Regions from separate parts of the Urocitellus parryii genome. Here region 1 is linked to region 2. The links are chromatin contacts, called in public Hi-C maps. All regions are on one chromosome and are shown on one strand. The core of a region is the stretch at or near the end of the contact, and the rest is flanking DNA. Distances in the headings are between cores, read along the strand shown. Region 1 holds the start of Or51d1 (olfactory receptor family 51 subfamily D member 1). Region 2 holds the start of LOC113191381 (olfactory receptor 51H1-like).

Evidence for each region. Hi-C and Micro-C count contacts between places; a contact is called where the count stands out from the background.
Region 1: a contact with region 2 is called in a Hi-C map of muscle, with 4 times the contacts expected there. The contact joins the promoter of Or51d1 here to the promoter of LOC113191381 in region 2. A contact is called at or near these places in 2 of 2 Hi-C or Micro-C datasets (liver and muscle).

Annotation. Positions count from the first base shown.
Region 1 is chr4:62,075,068-62,080,037 of mUroPar1.hap1, reverse strand. Or51d1 (olfactory receptor family 51 subfamily D member 1) reads left to right here and starts at 1,283. Exons shown (of 2, transcript XM_026400943.2): 1 at 1,283-1,369; 2 at 3,542-4,525. The coding sequence starts at 1,283. The coding sequence ends at 4,525.
Region 2 is chr4:61,859,085-61,863,782 of mUroPar1.hap1, reverse strand. It overlaps LOC113191381 (olfactory receptor 51H1-like), which reads left to right and starts at 2,407. Exons shown (of 1, transcript XM_026401102.2): 1 at 2,407-3,363. The coding sequence starts at 2,407. The coding sequence ends at 3,363.

The DNA of each region.
Region 1 (4,970 bases), core at 34-2,533, 220 kb before region 2:
GAAAGGAAAAGGGAAAGAGGGAGGAAGGGAGTTAGGGATAAGATATACCCTTTCAGGTCATGCTCTCAGTGACCTACTTCCTCCAACTAGGCTGTACCTCCAAAGTTTCCACTACTTCCCAGTAGCTCATTCAATTATGAGCCCACCCAGAGGTTATCCCATGGATGAGATCAGAGCCTGCATGATCCAATCTCTTCCCCAAAGTCCCACCTCTAAACATTGTTGCCTTGGGGACCAAGCCTTCAACACATGAGCTTTTGGGGGACATTCCAGATCCAAGTTATAGCACCAAGAGAGTCATTTTTAGGACAGGGACAGGAAACAGAGAACAGGTTTCACACTGGGCATCAGCAATAATAAGCTTAGTTGATAATGAGAATGAGCTTAGAGATAATGAGTTAAGTATTGAGTTTAAAATGCTTGAGGGACTTCAATGTCCAATACACACTATTATGTCTTAAGTTTAGGGGAGTGGTCTGGCCTGTTTGGGTGACGGAAACTATGGGATCAAGTAGAATTGCTCATGGTTGCTATATAGAGGGTCTACCTGGGTCATAGCCTAGAAGAACCCCACCAATAGTGTGAGATGTGAAGGACAGGTGGCCTCCCTATTAACTCCATTCTGCTGATATTTACTTGTATTCAACCTCTGTGGAGCTTTAATTCTTCAAGTCTTGCCCATTTCACTTTCTTCTGTTCACATACAAATGTCTTAAAGAGTCATCTTCAACTACTTTCTCCATTTGCTTTCAACCCATTCACTCTGCTGCCTTTAAGCTTCTGTCCCCACCCAACACTTGTTAAAGGGACCAGGGACCTTTTGACCTTTTGTTCTCTGGCCTCACACTTGTCCCTCTTAACTTCAGGCAATTGTAACACTCTCTCACGGGTTTCCTTTGGCTCCATTGGCAGTTGTTTCAACTAATAATAAACAAAAACATTCACTGGAGAATTGCTATTATCTTATTTTTCACATCAAACTGAGCTTTAGGGTGGTCATATCATTAATGAGTGTTTCAGCCCCATATTCAAACCACACACTACACTGTCTCTTTCTGGAGGGACAAGTGAGCAATGAATGGTGACCCAAAAAAGAAAAGGTTGGCATGAGAGGTAAGGGAGGAAGAGCTGAAGTGCAAGGTAGTGCTGCTGCGAGGAGGCGCTCAAACTCCCAAGTCCATGAGTCTTGAGTCTTGGCCCTTGAGGCTTCTTCCTAAGAGGCCTTGCTCAGAGTCAGCTACGCGATTGTAACTCCCCTCTGTGACCATAAGAGGGCAGCATCATGGCGCGAGAGAGTCCCTGTTGCAGCTTGGTAACCCCTTGGATAGTGCCTTCAAAGCCAAGCGCGGGATCCCCGTTGCGCTTTCTGGTGCGCGTCCACATTCCCATTCCATTAACTCCTCTCCTCCATCCCGACCATTCCTCCTCTCTCCCTCCCTCCTACGCAACTACTACTCCCCCTAGTCTCCTACATTGGCCTCAGAAGAATTAGGTAGGAGTCAGGGATCAGCTGCCCTTAGGCGCCTGTCGGTCCCAGTTCACTCTTCATCACTCCTTGCACTCTCTAGGGTCCCCAGAGAAGCTATATATGCGTGGCGCCCTTGGGCAGAGAGACTTTGATGCGAATATGCCAGGCTTAGACCAGACGGAGGAGGCAAGGCGAGGCTTGCTTGGCTTTGGGAAATCAGCGCAGATTGAGCACTGCACAGAGGTCTCATGATATGAGGGAGACCGACCTCTGAGCAGTCTGGCTGCTCTGCTTGGCAAGGTCTGACAGTAAGCAGCCTTTCCAGATTACAGTAGCCCAGACCCTACCCTGTGTTCAGTGACCTACCCAAAGAAGAATTTCTTCAAACCTCTTTGAGGCCAGTTCCAAGCTTTGCAGATCCCTTGAACAGGACCCTGAGTTGCAGCCTCCTACCCTTCACTTAAGAAGCAAGGCAAGGGGAATTAATTTCCAGGAAAAATGTCAAGTGTGCCGTGTGTGTGTGTGTGTGTGTGTGTGGGGGGGGGGGGTGTTGTTGTTGTTTGGATTGGTAATTGGTAACAAAGAAGGAAACCCAGAAGTCGGGCTGTAAAGTTATGTGGGAGCCACACTGGGAAGAGGCTTGTGTGCAGACTATGGAATTCCCACTTGGTCTCAAAGTCTCCGGAATCACTCAATATGTCCTCCTGCTGTTTAGAGGTAGTGGTGTGGAAGGAGGATTGCAGTAGGCTGGGTTTGGAGGCAGGGAGGTGAGTTAGAAGGCTCTTTTCATAATCAGGACAAAGGGATTGATTTAATGAGATTGGGAGCAGGGAACTTATGTCAAATAAGGGGAAAAGCCCTAACAGATTAATTGCAAAAGTAAAGTCACATGTAGGAGTGAAAAGACAGGCAAGTGGAGATGGGACTAGCTGCCTTGACCTTGGTGACTTGGGTGCTGGGTGGTCTACTCACTGAGCTCAGGATCAGAGCTGAGGCACTGGTTTCGAAAGGATCTTATTGGGGGCAAATGATCATGAGACAAATTAGGTTAGAGGCTTAGAACAGAGTGGTCTGTGTAGAAAGAGAAGTTGAGCCTGTAGTGATGCAAGATCACCATGCAGAGAGGGAGAAAGAAAGGGTGTGCCCGTGACCTCCAGATGGTAATGGCAGCAGCAGTGAAAGGTTCTCTTTCTGTGTCCAGGCTGCATCTAGTTTCCATGTCATACCCCAGCCAAGTACAATTTTGGACTTGAGAGATCTCAATGGCAGATTCTGTTCTCTTGTTTGTTAGGGCTGGAAATACAATTCCTTTTTACCCCTACCTTACCGCTTTCCAGAGAGAAAAACTTCCCTTAATTTTCTCTGATTGAAAAAAAAAATCATGTAGGGGAAAGGAACTAAATGTTTTTTCCAAACATATTTCTGGGCCCTTCCCCTGGAAATTCTGTTTCTCTTGGAGCAAGTCCTTGGGGGGAATGGTGTTTGCTGCTACTTTTGATGATTCTATCAGAGAAGCTTGAGAAAAAACACACAGAGGTAAACATAAGTCCATTTTTAAATCCTGCCCTAAATCTGGTTATAGTGGGTCTTAGAGGCAATCACAAACTGAACTCTCAGACTTGGGACCTAAACCCACCTTAACACTGACATGCCCCAGAAGAGCCAGGGTCAGAGTGGAAGGTTAGTGGAAACCTTTTACCTCTCTTGGGAGTGGACAAGAGCAATGGCCTGGTGAGACACATCAGCTTTGAAAATGAAAATTGTTTTACATTTCTTATGAGTGGACATTCACACGCTGAGACTAATAGGACAGGATTAGAATTTGCTCATGCAGTGCTGGGACCTTGGAGGGTAAAGATAAGGTTTGGAATGTTCAGGGAAGCTTGTATAAGGAGAGTCGGAGCAGAGAGAGGCAGAGGTATAGAATTGGTAGATGTACTCAGTCCTGTTTGCAACTGTCACTGTTCCAATGCCTTTTGTGTACAAGTTTTTTCTCTTCTTTGAGCCATGACTGAACCATGTTTTTCCTTTTTTTTTTTTTTTTAAATTTTATTTCCTAGACCCTGAATTTAGGATGCAGAAGACATAGCTCTTGGTCCCTTGGTCCCTGTCATGGCTTTCTCAAATGGAACTCTAGTCCACCCAGCCTATTTCCTACTGGTGGGAATCCCTGGTGTGGGGCCTGATGTACACTTTTGGCTGGCTTTCCCACTGTGTTTTATGTATGCCTTGGCTACTCTGGGCAACCTGACCATCATCCTCATCATTCGAATGGAGAGGCGTCTGCATCAGCCCATGTATCTCTTCCTGGCCATGCTTTCCACCATTGACCTTGTCCTCTCCTCTGTCACCATGCCCAAGATGACCATCCTTTTCCTGATGGGCATTCAGGAGATTGAGTTCAGTGTTTGCCTGGCCCAGATGTTTCTTATCCATGCTCTTTCAGCCATGGAGTCAGCTGTCTTGCTGGCCATGGCTTTTGACCGCTTTGTGGCCATCTGTCACCCATTGCGACATGCTTCTGTGCTGACAGGGCCTGCTGTGGCCAAGATTGGACTAGCTGCCCTAACCAGGGGATTTGTTTTCTTCTTCCCACTGCCCTTCATCCTGAAGCGGTTGTCATACTGCAGAACGCATACTGTCACACACTCCTTCTGTCTGCACCAAGATATTATGAAGCTGTCCTGTACTGACACTACCGTCAATGTGGTTTATGGACTCTTCATCATCCTTTCAGTCATGGGTGTGGACTCCCTCTTCATTGGCTTCTCCTACATCCTCATTCTGCGGGCTGTGTTGGAGCTGTCCTCTCAAGGGGCAGCACTCAAGGCTTTCAACACCTGTGTCTCCCATCTCTGTGCTGTCCTGGTCTTCTATGTGCCCCTCATTGGGCTCTCAGTGGTTCACAGGCTGGGTGGTCCCACCACCCTACTTCATGTGGTTATGGCTAATATCTATCTACTGCTACCACCCGTAGTCAACCCCATTGTCTATGGAGCCAAGACCAAGGAGATCCGTTCAAGGGTCGTCCACATGTTCTCACAAGGTGGCAGATGAAAAAGAATCTCACCTAAGTGTCCAGAATACTACCAAAGATGAGAGGATGAGAATCTGTAAAATGTCTTGGTGATCGGAGTAACCAACCCACTGGGATCTCTGCTTCCAGTTACCTAAATAGACCTTATATTTCTGCCTTTAGGGATTTATCAATATAGAAGAATTTATGACCCAGTCTGGACAGGCTATCCTAGAAAATGACTGTTCTAGTCTCTATTATGATGACCTTGACTTCCCCTTCTTTTCCAACTAGAAAATACACATGGTTTTGGCTTGGAAAGACTATAAATGCTATATCTCATGATTCATTCTGGACTTGATATATGGTTTTTAATTTTGTTTGCCAAAATAGATTCACATCAGCTAATCTGTGTTGGCTATAAAATTTATTGCTTGTACCCTGAAGTGGTTACACAGTCATAATTAAGAGTTAGTGAAGGTAATG
Region 2 (4,698 bases), core at 1,158-3,657:
CTTACTCTATTATCCACCACAGTCAGAATGCCTGGAATCCTGTATATTCTTTCCTTTTACAACAATTAAAGTTTGCTTTTGTTTCATTATTTGCTGTTATCATATAATAGATTTTATAATCTTATTCTACATGTGCTTCTTCAATACAGTATCTATAGTGAGGCCACAGGATTTGTGGAACCTGAGGGAGAGCTACAGATGCTTGTATGATCTGTTTTTCCCCCAGATGCTGGAGATGAGGGTCAAATAAAATGCCAAAGCACGAACTTCATCTAAGAGCCTAATATTTGAAGATAGATTTGAACTCTATTTTATAGGTCTTGGACAATACAGATTAATAACAGCATCTGAGGACTCATATTAGAAGGTCAGGGTCTTGGCCAGGAGATGTGATTTGGATTGTCCCCTCTGATGGAGTCCCCAGCTCCTGGTGTACTTAGTTATAATCTTCCTCAACAAGGCTGTGTAGTTTCTTCCTCTATTTTCTCCTCTGGTTTGCTAATGACAAGAAGTGAGCAAGATAAAGCTATTTTCATTTTCATTATGTAAGCTTCAGGTCTGTAACAAATAGTGAAATAGATTGATTTTTTAAAACTTTTCATGGAATTTTTTATTTTTCTCACATTTCTCTTTTCCTCCTCTCACCTTATTTTCTTCTCCTCCTGTCATTTTTCTCACCTCTTAAAATTTTTCTTCACCCCACTTTTTTAATAGTTATTTGAAAAATTTAGTAGGCATTTAAAAAAATTACTGAGACACCCCAAAACTTAAACAACAGTTTATCAAGACAGAACATATATGGCAGAGATCTAATAGATCATGTATTTGAATAGTTAGTCTTTCATAATAATAATGGAAGGAAAGGGATATTTTATATAAATAGATAAAATGTTCTGGCTGGGGAAATCTTAATTACAAATCTTTCGAGAGGGTATTTGAGGATATTTTTTGAAAAGTTCTAATTTTTTTAATTCATCATGAGAATGGGTCAGCCAGGGATGGGAACAGAGTCTGGGAGTGGGATATTCAACAATTGCACAGCAAAGGACAAAATATTTTATTAAAAAATTTACAAATTAATTGTTATTCTTTGTGGCAGGAGAGTATCTATTAGTTCCACTTCCACTGATTGAAAAGAGCTCTTGCCAAAAGCAACAACAACAAAATCAAGGAAAAAAAAGAAACAAAAATCTAATATCAATACTAAGAGTACATGAGAAATAAAACTTTTTATTCCTAGTGATCATAATAAAAGCACACATTTCTTTCTATAGCCTTTACATTTTAATTCACACATTGATCCTATGGGACAGACACTGTTATTATCCACATGTTCACATACGGGGACTGCACAGGGGGAACTCAATATATGTATCTAGAGTTCTTAGCAAACTTTATTCCAATCAATTGATAAAGACAACAGATGAGAATCTTAAGGTTGAAAGCTTTTGAAAAAGGGCTTGTTCTACCTCTGGCTTCAATCATGTCAAAACTCCATCGGGGGCTCTTTAAGATAAAGAGAGGTTACTGGTTCTGGCAATATAAGCACATCTTCCGGATCTCCATTAAGGCCTCTATAATATACCCTAAGTCAGATGTGGCATGATCGCTGTGCTTTCACTGTAGAAGATTACGAATGATTTCAATCCTGAAAATATCTTTAGGTGAGCCCTGGTGTCTTACTTCTGTTTGGATAGAATGGGTTACTCTAAAAAGGAATCTTCTTGTTGCTTCCCAAGTATAATTTACTCTCCCTCCTGCTAAGATCTTGCTAATGTAGAAACAACAAGTTCATTTCAATTTAAATGATTTAAGAAGCGGTCTGTGGTGCCTGGGTTAAATATGATCTGAGAGCATATACAAGCTCAGTGGGGATGAAGAAAAGTTATGCTCAAAGTGGAAATATCAGCATGTGAACTGGACATTTCCATCTGTCCTACTGCCTTCTAGAAAGCTCTGGGCACAAAGAGTATGATTTGTTTGTATTTGAATCATTTATGGAAAATCAATTTCATATTTTATATTGATTCTGTTAGATTTATATAACTATGTTATTTGTCCTCAGCTTCCAATTCACCAGCTTATAAGATACTGATTAGAAAGAAAGGATAGGACAGATAGAAGATTTTTACTGAATGGATTTGCTTAAACTGAATGTGACTTATTTGTCCTTGGGTAGGTCATTTTTCTCTGAGCTAGTTAAAATTTCCTCAGTAGGCCATACCTCAGAATAGTAATCTCAGGATCTCTGTTTTCTTTTATGTTACCCTTTTATCCTGCACACAGCCATGGGGACATAAAATGGGTACAGGGAAGTCAGGTTTTAACATATCATTAATCCCTGTCACTGTATTTTTAGGAAGTCGCTCATCAGGATCCTCCCTATGTCCACATCACATTGGTTCCATGGCAGGTAATAACCACTCCCACTTTCAACACCCATACTTTGTCTTAACTGGAATTCCAGGACTTGAACAGGAGTATTACTGGATGGCATTCCCTCTGGGTGCCATATATGTCATTGCTCTCTTTGGCAATGGCGTCATCATCTCCACCATCAAGTCTGAACCATCCCTGCATATCCCCATGTACTACTTTCTGTGTATGCTGGCCTTTGCAGACATGGGGCTCACTCTTTGTACTTTGCCTTCTATGCTAGGCATATTCTGGTTCAACTACAAGTTCATTGCCTTTGATGCCTGTCTTGTTCAGATGTATTTCATCCACACCTTTTCAGCCATTGAGTCAGGTGTGCTGGTGGCCATGGCCATTGATCGCGTAGTGGCCATCTGGAACCCCCTTAGGTACAGCACCATCCTAACCAACAGAGTGGTCTGCAAAACGGGGGTGGCCATTTTGTCAAGGGCAGTCTGCGTGGTCTTCCCAGTGCCTTTTCTCATCAAGCGGCTTCCCTTCTACCGCTCCAACATCCTCTCCCACTCCTTCTGCCTCCACCAAGACGTCATGCGCCTTGCCTGTGCCAGCACCCGTGTCAACAGTCTCTATGGCCTCATTGCTGTTATCTTCACCAAAGGTTCAGATTCCCTCTCTATCCTCCTCTCTTATGTGTTCATACTCCGGACGGTGATGGCTCTTGCCTCCAGGGAGGGCCGGTGGAAGGCACTCAACACCTGTGTTTCACACATCTGTGCTGTGCTCATCTTCTATGTGCCACTGATTGGGGTTTCTGTCATTCATCGCTTTGGAAAGCACCTGTCACCACTGACCCATGCCCTCATGGCTAATGCTTACCTTCTAGTACCTCCTGTGCTCAACCCCATAGTCTATACTGTGAAGACCAAAGAAATCCGAAAGAAGATCATCCAGATATTTGTTCAAACCAAGATTACTGCAGAGGGATAATCAATCAGTTTTAGAGAGGAAGAGCCTATTCTGTGAAAGTTCAATTAAGACTATGATAAATTGATTTTTTAAAAAACTTTTCTGTGTGATTTGAATTGGGCAAAGAAAGATTTTTTCTACTCATGGAGAATACCTTCTTTTTCCTAGGCTGAATTGTCTTTTATTTTATTAGAGAAAGAGTGGCATCCATAAAATTTGCATTTCCCCATAAACTTGTATTTAAGACTAGGCACATGCCAGCTTAAGGCAGGAACTATTAATAATTCCACTGGTAAAAGCAATTTCTTTGAACTGAAATAAGGCAAAGTTTTACAACTTTTAAATTTCAGTTCATTAACTTAACATTCTAGTTTAAGACTTAGAAGTTGCCTCTATGAATTTAGTTGAGGAGGAAACAAACTGTATTCATTAAATAATAAGAGAAAACCTGAAGACAATATGTTATTAAAATAAAATATGAATCAGGAAAATAATCACATTTTAGAATTAAGAACATAAACATAATGAGCATGAGTCAGTGGTATTGCATAATTTGAGATCAAAAGATTGAGGGTGAGTTTTAGCTATTCCAACTAAGATCTGTATGACATTGGGAATTACCTTAATTTCTCTTAGCCACAATTTTCATTTTGAAAATGGAAATAATATCACTTTGCATCCAGCATTATTACAAAATTAAATTTAAGAATTATAAATAAAACTATCAAATGTTGTGTGATTGTAAGAAATATTCGAGAACATTGAATATAAGGGAATAAGAGGGCTTGTATTTATAGGTTGTCTATGAAGTAAAAGACAAGTTGCCAAAACCTTTAGGTTATTTTATTTGATAATCATGGCATCTTTAGGCACTGGGGAAGTGGGGCAACAATGTTAATCCAAGGGATTGAGAGGCTGAGGCAAGAGGATCACAAGTTCAAGGCCAGTCTGGGCAATCTAGAAAGGTCCTGTCTCAAAATAAATAAAAAGAACTTGGGGATGTAGCTCAAGGGTGAAACACCCCTGGGTTCTACCCCCAGTACTGAAAACACACACACTCTCACACACACACACAAAACAGTTTATTTTTTTATTTTTTGGCTAAGGCATGGTCTGGAACATTTCTTGTAGAATGTTGGACATCCTGGGAGACAGATAAGAGGGGTTAGGCAGAAAGATGGTGAAGATATTCATGGAAGAGATTTAAAGACTCATTATGGCTTTTATTTGAAGGCAAACAAAGTATAAGAAATGGAAAAAAACAAGGCATGTGTATATTCTGAGCTACTTGTATTTGTTTACATGGTCACATTTTAAAAAAATTCATTTTAGTTGAACATGGATACAAAACCTTTG